Linked DNA regions of Gossypium hirsutum: region 1 is linked to region 2. Evidence: chromatin contacts called from public Hi-C data. All regions are on one chromosome and are shown on one strand. The core of a region is the stretch at or near the end of the contact, and the rest is flanking DNA. Distances in the headings are between cores, read along the strand shown. Region 1 has its middle 7.4 kb from the start of LOC121210952. Region 2 holds the start of LOC107937203 (transcription factor TCP20).

What was found. Hi-C and Micro-C count contacts between places; a contact is called where the count stands out from the background.
Region 1: a contact with region 2 is called in a Hi-C map of hypocotyl, with 2.3 times the contacts expected there. The contact joins the enhancer-like site here to the promoter of LOC107937203 in region 2. A contact is called at or near these places in 3 of 34 Hi-C or Micro-C datasets (hypocotyl and leaf).

Annotation. Positions count from the first base shown.
Region 1 is chrA12:89,081,963-89,086,644 of Gossypium_hirsutum_v2.1, forward strand. No RefSeq gene overlaps it. Among protein-coding and RNA genes, the nearest start is that of LOC121210952, 7.4 kb to the left of the region's middle. Within about 2 kb of position 1,274, at least 8 of the 9 cell types and tissues checked have an H3K27ac peak or open chromatin away from gene starts, as enhancers often do. A contact at or near this core is called in hypocotyl and leaf, where this site is marked.
Region 2 is chrA12:88,895,970-88,900,842 of Gossypium_hirsutum_v2.1, forward strand. It overlaps LOC107937203 (transcription factor TCP20), which reads right to left and starts at 3,550. Exons shown (of 2, transcript XM_016870059.2): 1 at 2,443-3,550; 2 at 2,031-2,296. The coding sequence starts at 3,428. The coding sequence ends at 2,526.

The DNA of each region.
Region 1 (4,682 bases), core at 24-2,523, 180 kb after region 2:
TTCAAACATATTCAAACCATTTTGAATCAATTTAGATATACATTTTTATTTTAATTAAATTAAATGTAAACGTTTAAATTTTGAATTATTTCCATTTCATCCCTGCAAGTGAAAATTGTATAATCATGTTGTTTTCTAAAAAATAGCTTAATTGTAAAAGAAATATGCAGGCAGTAGCAGAGTTAAATTAAAGAAAAGTCGTGGTTTATGAGAAAGAAAAGCAGTGGTGAATCATATACAAATATATCGGAGATGAGGCGAGGTGAGGCGACGCTCAGAGCAGACAAATTTGCAAAATTAGTTGAGCTTTGTTCCATGCCTAAATAGAAAGAGAAAGAAAACAAAGAGTCATGAATTCCAAGTTCCAACCCGTGACCCAAGTTGACTTGTAGCAGCAGCATGTCATGTGATTGCCATAATTAAAATAATTAAGTGAAGATCTTATGTTGCCGGGAGTTAAAAGCGCTGACGAATGGGTCTTCGCCTCTTGGGTCATATTAAAAATACACATTCATTCAATTTCCAGATTTCTTCGTCTTATAAGTAATATCCTTAAATATTTGTTTCCCACCGAATTCAGTCATTTTTTTCAGTGGATCTACTTCAATATTTAATAAATAAAAGCGTCCTCGAAATGCGACATTGATATTGCTGTCGGGGTGTCGTGTAAGGCTATTAGGTAAATGAGTAATGATTTTCAAAGGGGAGGAATCTGGGCACCTCGCTTGCATGTCCATTCCTTTGGAACCAAAAATTTGGGGCTTTCATTAATTTATGCATTTTTGCTTTGCTGGGTATTAGATAGGAACTTGGAGTCAGATCAGAAAGTGAGGGGTTGCTATTGTGTTATTGTCTGGAAATTAATTTTATAATGAAGCCTCCTCGTCGTTACACTGTATGAGTGCCGGAGTGTCGGGGTATGAAGCCAATCTAGATTGTGAAATACGAATTGATTTGACCCAATTAATTATAAAGTTAAAAGAAAATCCTGGTGCTATGCTATCTCGAGTTTCAACTTGGAAATGGAACTGACATGAGTTAGGTTTGAGGACCCCTTGGTTGTGGATTGTTTTTGCAGAGGCATGCCCATGCCCATGGACAAATAACATAGGAGCAAAAGCTAAAGTTGATGGATGGAGATCAACATGTCCGGGGAATTCTTGCTGCATCTTTCATCTGTCAACTTTGATGGACATAATTACTTGCTTACTGTGTTCTCTTCACCAATATGGACATGGTTCTTGTTTCCACACATCCCACCCCATAAGGGTCCATCTGCTCTACACTTTTAACAAACTTCAACTTCAATATGAATTTGAATCACACCTATATTCCCCTCCCTATTTCATTTTGTCGCCATCCGGCTTGCCTTTGACTTCCACACCCAACTTAATACTCGGGCTAACTACTTTTTTTCTAAAAAAGAATTCGAAAATTATTATTAAAATAAATTATTACAATCATTAATTAATCAAATCCAAACTAGCAAACAATAAAACGTTTACATGAAGAATTAAGTCTCAAGGAAACTCACAAAGGCTGTGATGCGTACAGAATCCCTCAAACTTTAAAAAAGTAGTTTATTGAATTTAAATTCAATGCCACAAACAATTTTATAATTTCTCACCATCAAAATATATTGTACAGAATTTCGTGCTCAAAATTTGTAAATATGGAGAAGGGTTTCAAGTATAACAAAGTTAAACAAAATATAAAAAATACACTGAACCAGAACTATAAAAACTCCATAACTTTGCTTTAAGTTTTTGAACTGATTATAAATTATAAATGTCTCCCCATTCAATGATATATAGTCTTAAACCACCAATTCTCTCTACCGAAAAACTAATTGTTTCAATAGTTTGACAATTAATCCATGTGAAACAAACAACTTCCATATTAGCTCTCACAATTTAATTATTCGACAACTTTACAAATGAGGAGAACTCGACTTTAATTAGTGATCTCAATTGCGCAAATCATTAAATTAGATCGCTAATTCTCATGACATCATCCAACTACACACCTAACCGAATCACATCAATTTTTTTTTTTTGATAAAATAAAACAACAATTATGAATTGAGTTTTTTTTACCAACCATGTATTGTTCAAAGTATTGAACTTACTCTTCTTAAAATGAGACAAAAAACGATACTAAAAAATAATCTATATCAAGATAATCTCATGACTCCAACACCAAACATTTATCACCCTTAAAACTAAAACGAAATTTAGATGCCCCTAATAGAAAAATTAAAAAATAATAAAAGAGATATTTTATATAAAAACTAAAAAGCAAAGCAAAATGATGGTGGAGAGAAGGAAATGATGGCGGACGTCCCTCGCCACCAAAGAAACGAAACCTTTTAAAAAAGTAAAAATTCTAAATCGCTTTTCTAATTCTATTTAAATTTCTAAAGTCTATTTATATTTTTATGTTATATAGTATAGAAAATGATAAATACTTATTTATTACTTAATAGAAAATAAAATTAATTGTTATTTTTTTATTCTATTTAATTTAAGATTATATTATCATCAAACAATGTAATTATAATTAATTTTTAATTTTTAATAATACACCAAATAAATTTTATAACATAAATTCGACACTTAATTTTTTAATACTTATTTTTTTAATTTATGAAACATAATCTAAATAAAAATAAATAATTTTACAGGACTTCTTTATTGCCATTGAAATAGGAACTGGTTACCTAGCTAAGCAAGTAAACTAAGTTAAAGCGTATAGGTTTTAGTGTCTAAATTTTGACAACTACTTTTAGCTAGTAAAAATGTTTTTGAATAAGTTTGAGGTAGTGTTATTGAAAATATAAATAGAAATAGTAGATTTAGAATTTATATAAATATAAATTTAGATTATAGTATAAATATAATAAAATAATAATATTATGATTTATGAAATATAAATTTGAAATATTTTTTCAATAATCAATATAAATTGTTTGTAAAATTTAATTTGAATGTATAAATAATATATAACTTTTAATTTTTTTTTATTTGATTTAAAAAATCTATTTTTAACATAAAAAGTAATGTACAAGTGATAAAATATTTTGACTTTTGCTATTGAAATTATGGATAAATCTTAGATTATTTTAAATATATAAGCACTTTTATTTTTTCAACAAAAAAAGAGGCTAAACTACCCTTAATAAGTAGAATTAAGAATTGAGGCATTTTATAGCATGCATCTCTCATACTAATTATAAAAACCACTTGTTTTGTTTAGTGGTCAATTAATGTATGATTTAAAGAAGAATGTGAAATCCCTCCAAATTGGAACATCAACTTTAAAGCTTTAGAAGTCAAAGGAATTTAGTGGAAGCCATCTTATAATTGATATCATCATTAACATTATGGGTAAATCTAAATCTTAATTTAGTCACTCTAAATAAAATAATGGTGTGAATTAGCCATTGCCATTAAAATTTTCATTTTCTTTTAACAGATTGTTAATGTGCCCATTGAGTGACTGATATGTAGCATTTTTTTTATTGGCTTTTGACTAAAGTTTAGGAGAAAAGTTTTGGACTAATTATAGGGAATTTTTTAAACTTTAATCAAAAGTCAACAAAAAATGTCATGTGTTAATCGCTCAATGTACTAATATGCCACATCAGTACTCACAGAAATTTTAATGATAGCGATTAATTTTCACAATTATCTTATTTAAAGTGACTAAATTTAAAAAAAAATTGAAGTGATGAAAATAAAATATATCCTATTTTAAAGTCATCATGATGTATTATAATGCATGGAAACAACAAAGAAGTAGAAGGATGGGTTGGAATTGGAATAAATTCTTTAGTTAGAGATGAGCTAAGCTTAGTTGTATACACAAAACCAAGTAACGGCACTAGCAAAGCATTAAATTTGTTTTATATAATTAAATTTCATTATTGGTATAATAGCATTATAATGGAAAAAGGATTAATATCATAGCCAAAGATAAAACGTTTGGGCTGTCCCAGTAATTGCCCTAATTATATTAAAGATAGAAAGGCATTAGCATATGCATTATGAATGATTAGGATTCCTGCTCCTAGTGTTAGTAGGCAAAAGGAGATTAGAGATAGTGGGGGGTGGAGCCCTCCTCCATCCATAATTATTGAAGGGTTTTGGCATAAATAAATAATACAAATTCATTCCCTTGGCTAGCAGAGCACAGCATAGGTAAGTAGGTAGGTGCTAGCTGGATTATTCTATCTACCAACCAACGTCACTTATGTTTTCCTCATTTAATTGCATCAACTTATATACTTCAGGTGCCGAAACTCAACATCACCATTACTGTTCTATCCCTAGCTTGAGAAAAAGAAAAAAAGAGCTTTTCAATTTGCACCCAACATCTTATCTGCGGGGACACTTGTAAACTTGCTCACTATATATATGTGTGTGTATTAATTGAGGGGATGAATATTGTCTCTTCGTCTTTGTCTTTGCTTCTCTCTCTCTCTCTCTCATGTTGCTCCATGCATAATTAGGTTGCCCCACTTTAATAATGTCATATAAAACTTAATTTTTTATTTTATCCTCACAAAATAATATATTCTTTAATATTTGATATACATTCAATTGAAGTTTGGCATATGAATTCTTCAGTATGTGTCATTTTAGTTCAAATTAGTTGACTTTTAATGAAGTATAAAGTTAAAT
Region 2 (4,873 bases), core at 2,300-4,799:
TCTTAATTCATTATTTATTTTCCAATCAGTGCTAACCGATTGTGTCTTGCAATAGCTTATTTTCCAACACAAACAAATATAGAGAAAATTGCTACCAGTAAGAATTCCTTTTATCAACTTTACGGATGATTACTTTTACTATAGTTATTTGTATTTAATTCATGAGAAGTTATAATCTTTGCGCATTTTAAAAAAATTTTAAGATGAAGTTGAAAATGAACTAGGGAAAAATATTAAAGTTGTCAAATTTGATCGTGGATGTGAGTATTATGGCTTATATGGCGAATCAAGTGAACAACATTTAGACCTTTTTGCCAAATATTTGACAAAATGTGATATTATACATCAATAAATTATGTTGGGAATGTCAAATCAAAACAATGTAGTTCTGAGATAAACTTGAACTCTTAAGGCACAGTAAGTAGTACGATTCAAATACAAAACCATAATCAACCTCAAGTTGATATGATTATAAGGAGGTAAATTAGACAAAGGAGAAAGGTAATTTTAAATGAAAAGCTTTGGTAGATCAAATTTTATTGGCTTACAAATTTTTTTTGTTAAAATTAAAAGTGTAACACTTTTTATTAAGATTGACTATAATTTTAGATAACTAATGTCACATTTAGATATTTAGAGACATCATCCGATCTAGAATCGTTCAATCACATATTTAATCAATCAATTATCATATTTAAAATTTATGCCATAACTATTTTTATCACAAAATCATCAAATAACAAAAATCAAGCACTTTCTTGTCAATTTGTAACACTTTGATCCAAAATATAGTAGAGGTATCAATAGCAAAGGCTTAAGTATCAATACCTTGCAGATTTGTTGTAGCAATGAATTGATAAGGTATCAGTACTTGGATGCAGAAGAACTAACATAATAACAAATTTCCAATCAAAATAGGAATTAAACATATCAGAAGAAACATTTATTAGGAATTTGCTTGGAATTTCAGATGCAAAGCACGCAACTTAAGCTAAACCATAAGAAGAAAATAGAAATGAAAGCAAATTTTACTGGACAAAAAAGTTTTATGTTAAATAAAAAAAAATCCAAATTCAATTAACGATCAAATCACCAAAAATATTAGCAGAGACCTGCAAGAAAGCACAAAGCTTAAAGAGAAACTGACAAATCTTTTAATGTTGGCCACCTAGTATATATTTATAGACAACTCTAAAAGTAAAATTGATTCATAGTTGAAGGTTTTAGTGCTATGATATGAATTAATACATTAAAGCATATGAAGTCAAGAAAAATGGCAAATGTCTAAATTATTAACGTCTTAAATTTTATAGTACTTTCAACACATACATTATATCAACATTTTTGCTCCAAATTAAACTACTATGAAAATTTATGCAAGTTAAGACGACATAAATACACAACAAAACAAATAAATTGAGTCACTATGATAGGCTATACAAAATTTGATGCAATAAGAAATTATATGAATTTATATTACTTTAAATACTAGAAATTAAATAAAAAAAACCACAAACAAATTTTACTTGAAGTATTAAAAATTAAGAAAGAATAAATATTTTGTAATTTACTTAGATTTTTTATGATTTTAACTTTAAAAATTTTATTTCTTTTTATTTTAGCTAAAAAAAATTAATATCAAAGAAACTAATAATCTTCATAGTAATTAATGTTTACTGAATTGAGTGATAAAAAATTTTAATACCTTTTAATTTCAATAAAGAAAATAAAATTGTGAGAGCTTATCTCTCATCTACAAATTCATTTTTATTCGATTTTAAATTTAATTAAAATTCAATGTGAGTACAGAATATCAAATAATGCCAACAACATAACATCCCTTTGATATCAAGTTTGAGTGAAAATTCTTTTGTACTAAAATTTAAATTTATTTTTCAGAAAAAAATTTATGATAATTTATTGATCCGTTGAAAACAATAATGATAATAATAAACCCTAGCTCCGGCAAACTTCATCGGATGCCTCGGGAAAAAAAATTTGAGTATCACACACATACGGAAGATTCATAGTTTCTGCAATAATTCCAAATCGCTACTTTAAAGTTGAAAACAATGGAAATCCCCCTCATCTCTATTGCTTTAAGATACCAATCTACTTCGCTTAGACATGAAATATAGAGCAAACAAGTGATATTTGCCCGACAAAATTGTACTAAACAATAATAAACACACCTCAAAGTTCAGTTTAACAAACACCAAACTAAATCCATCAATGTTTAACAAGCAGCAGAAGTAAATCCAATTTCCTGGCCATTGTTATTCTCTTCACAACTCATCTGCAAAATGACAAGGCACGCAGATGGAATTATGTTGATGTTTTAGAAGAAGAAGGTGAAGAAGAATTTGCCATGCCAAATACGAAATTGACTCAGTAGAATGAAAACCTACCCCAGCAAATTGAACTGTTCAGAAATCATTTTACCTTTAGTTTCTGGTCAAGGAACGCAATATATAATCCGGTTGACCAGTCGTCGTCATCATCTTGTTGTTGTTTAGAAAGACTAGCTACTGCTTGGATCCCTGGGAATTATCCTTATCAGCAACAATCTGCTGCTGATTCAAGGGACGTACACCACCTCGCTGCTGCCCAATCTGCGGGTAAAAGTGGCTAAAAGCTTGGGAATTAGACACACCAAAATTCGGATCCTGTGAAAGCCCAAGCTCCAAACCTGGAACCTGGGGGTTACTACCGTTGAGCAGCGACGAAAAACTCACAAAACCCATATTAATATTTGGAAATTCAAGCCCCTGGAACCCATAGTTTTGGTGGATATGATTTGAGTTTTCATTCCCAAAATTTGAAGCTGATGTGGATTGCTCTGAAGCTTGAACAAGCCCTGATCCAATTCCATTACTAGAAGACCATGCCCCACTTGGGATTTGGGATCTTCCTAAATTACCACCCAACATTGCCCAATTATTCCTATCTTTGGACCCAGTACATGCCCCCAGTCCCATTTTGGTATGCAAACCAGCAGAGACAGAGTTCCCCTGCGCACAAACAGAGGCTCCAGCAGCCGCCAGAGCTGAAGCGGGAATCGTCCCAGTTCCAGTTGCAGCAATGATAAATGGTTCCGATTGCTGCAACAACCACTGAATGGTCTCGCCATCGGATTTGTGACCCAATTCTCGGGTCAATTGGAAAATCCTGGCGGCGCACAGAGCAGGCATCCTTATTCTTCTACCTCTGCCATCTACTTTCTTGTGCCTGTCTTTGTTTGAGCTTCTTTTGGGAGCTAGTTGCTTCTTGTTATCATCTTTGCTCGCAATCATGATTTGCAAGTTTTTTATTTCTGCAGGTTTATTGTTCTCTGCTTTCTGAGGAGTCAAGCAGGTGGGCACCTCTTGTGGATGATGATTTGAGCCCTTGCCCTTGCCCTTGCCCTTGCCCTTGCCCTTAGGCTCCATGTAAACTCAATTATGGGGCCTCCTTGATTGGCGAAGGTTAACTCATTTGGACTTTTTCTTACTTCCCCTTTGAAATTTCAATGCTTCCCTTTGCTTTATTGTCCATATGTTGGAACCACAAAATTTCAATTTAAAGTTACCACTCAATGATTTTATGTCAACTTTTTTCTCTTACTCACTAAGGAAAAAAAAAAGTGGACATGATATAATTATGAAAATGTATGTATAGAATAGGATAGGTATTGTTAATCACTCACAGCCTTGGTTTTCCCTCCCACTATATTATGGAATAAAGAAAATATAAGATTTTACCTAATTCAGGTGGGATAGCAAAAAGCAAAACTTAAAAACTCTAAACTCATAATTACATTAAAAAAAAAATTGGTTGACTGCTGGAGACGCACATTAGGAATTAACCAACCAAAGGAATAGGAATAAGAAATAGGGCCATTCCACTCAATTCAATTTTTTCTTCTTTAATTAAATTAACCCACCCTGCATAATTACCATTTAATCGGATTCCGGGGTCTATTATTTTTACAAAATAATATATTTTTTCAAATTATTATAATTTTTATTATCTCAATTCTATCATTCTTACTTAATTTTTAATTTGTTATCTAAAATTTTAACTCTCACAGGTGTTTCATAATCTAATTCAAAATGTATATTATCCCTCATCTCATTAAAAATATAATTTAAAAATTATTGTTTTACTTTGATAAAGCATAAAAGGTCAATAAAATATATCTTTAAATTTTAGGGCTGGATTTGAAATGAATAAATTAATATTTGATTGAATTAAGTTAAGAGTAAATCAAATAGATAAATCTCAAAATCATATATAAACTTTGATTTATTTTAATTATACACATAAAAATTTGAGTGTGGTTTAATTATATATATGAAACTTTAATTTTAATTCAGTACGTTTAAAAAAATAAAAAAGTATCAATTTATTTTATATTGAAAAAATATAATTAATTGTGTATGCAATAGATAAACATAAAATGATATTATATCAATAATTATATTAATAATTTATGAGATTAAATCAAATAAAAATTTTATAGATTTTGAGGATGAGAAAAAGACCCCTGCTCCACTAGTTGCCTATGTCTAGGTACTGTAATGTAATAAATCCCTCACAGTTTATTTCCCTATTTTCAAATAGAAAACAAGTTCCGTGTGTGCAATGTATATATCCTTTAGTATGCTTGTAGTCGGTATAGTGGGAAAATATAACTTATAGTATCTGAATTTAGTAATTAGCTGTACATAGAATTTGATAATTATAAAAGTTTGATGATTTAATATAATCTCAAAATGTTATGTTTAAAAAAATAAATTTAATTATTAATTTCACATACAAATTTAATAAAAAAATACCAAAATAAATTTAATTACTAAATATAGAGACTAAAAGTTATATTAACCTTATTGAT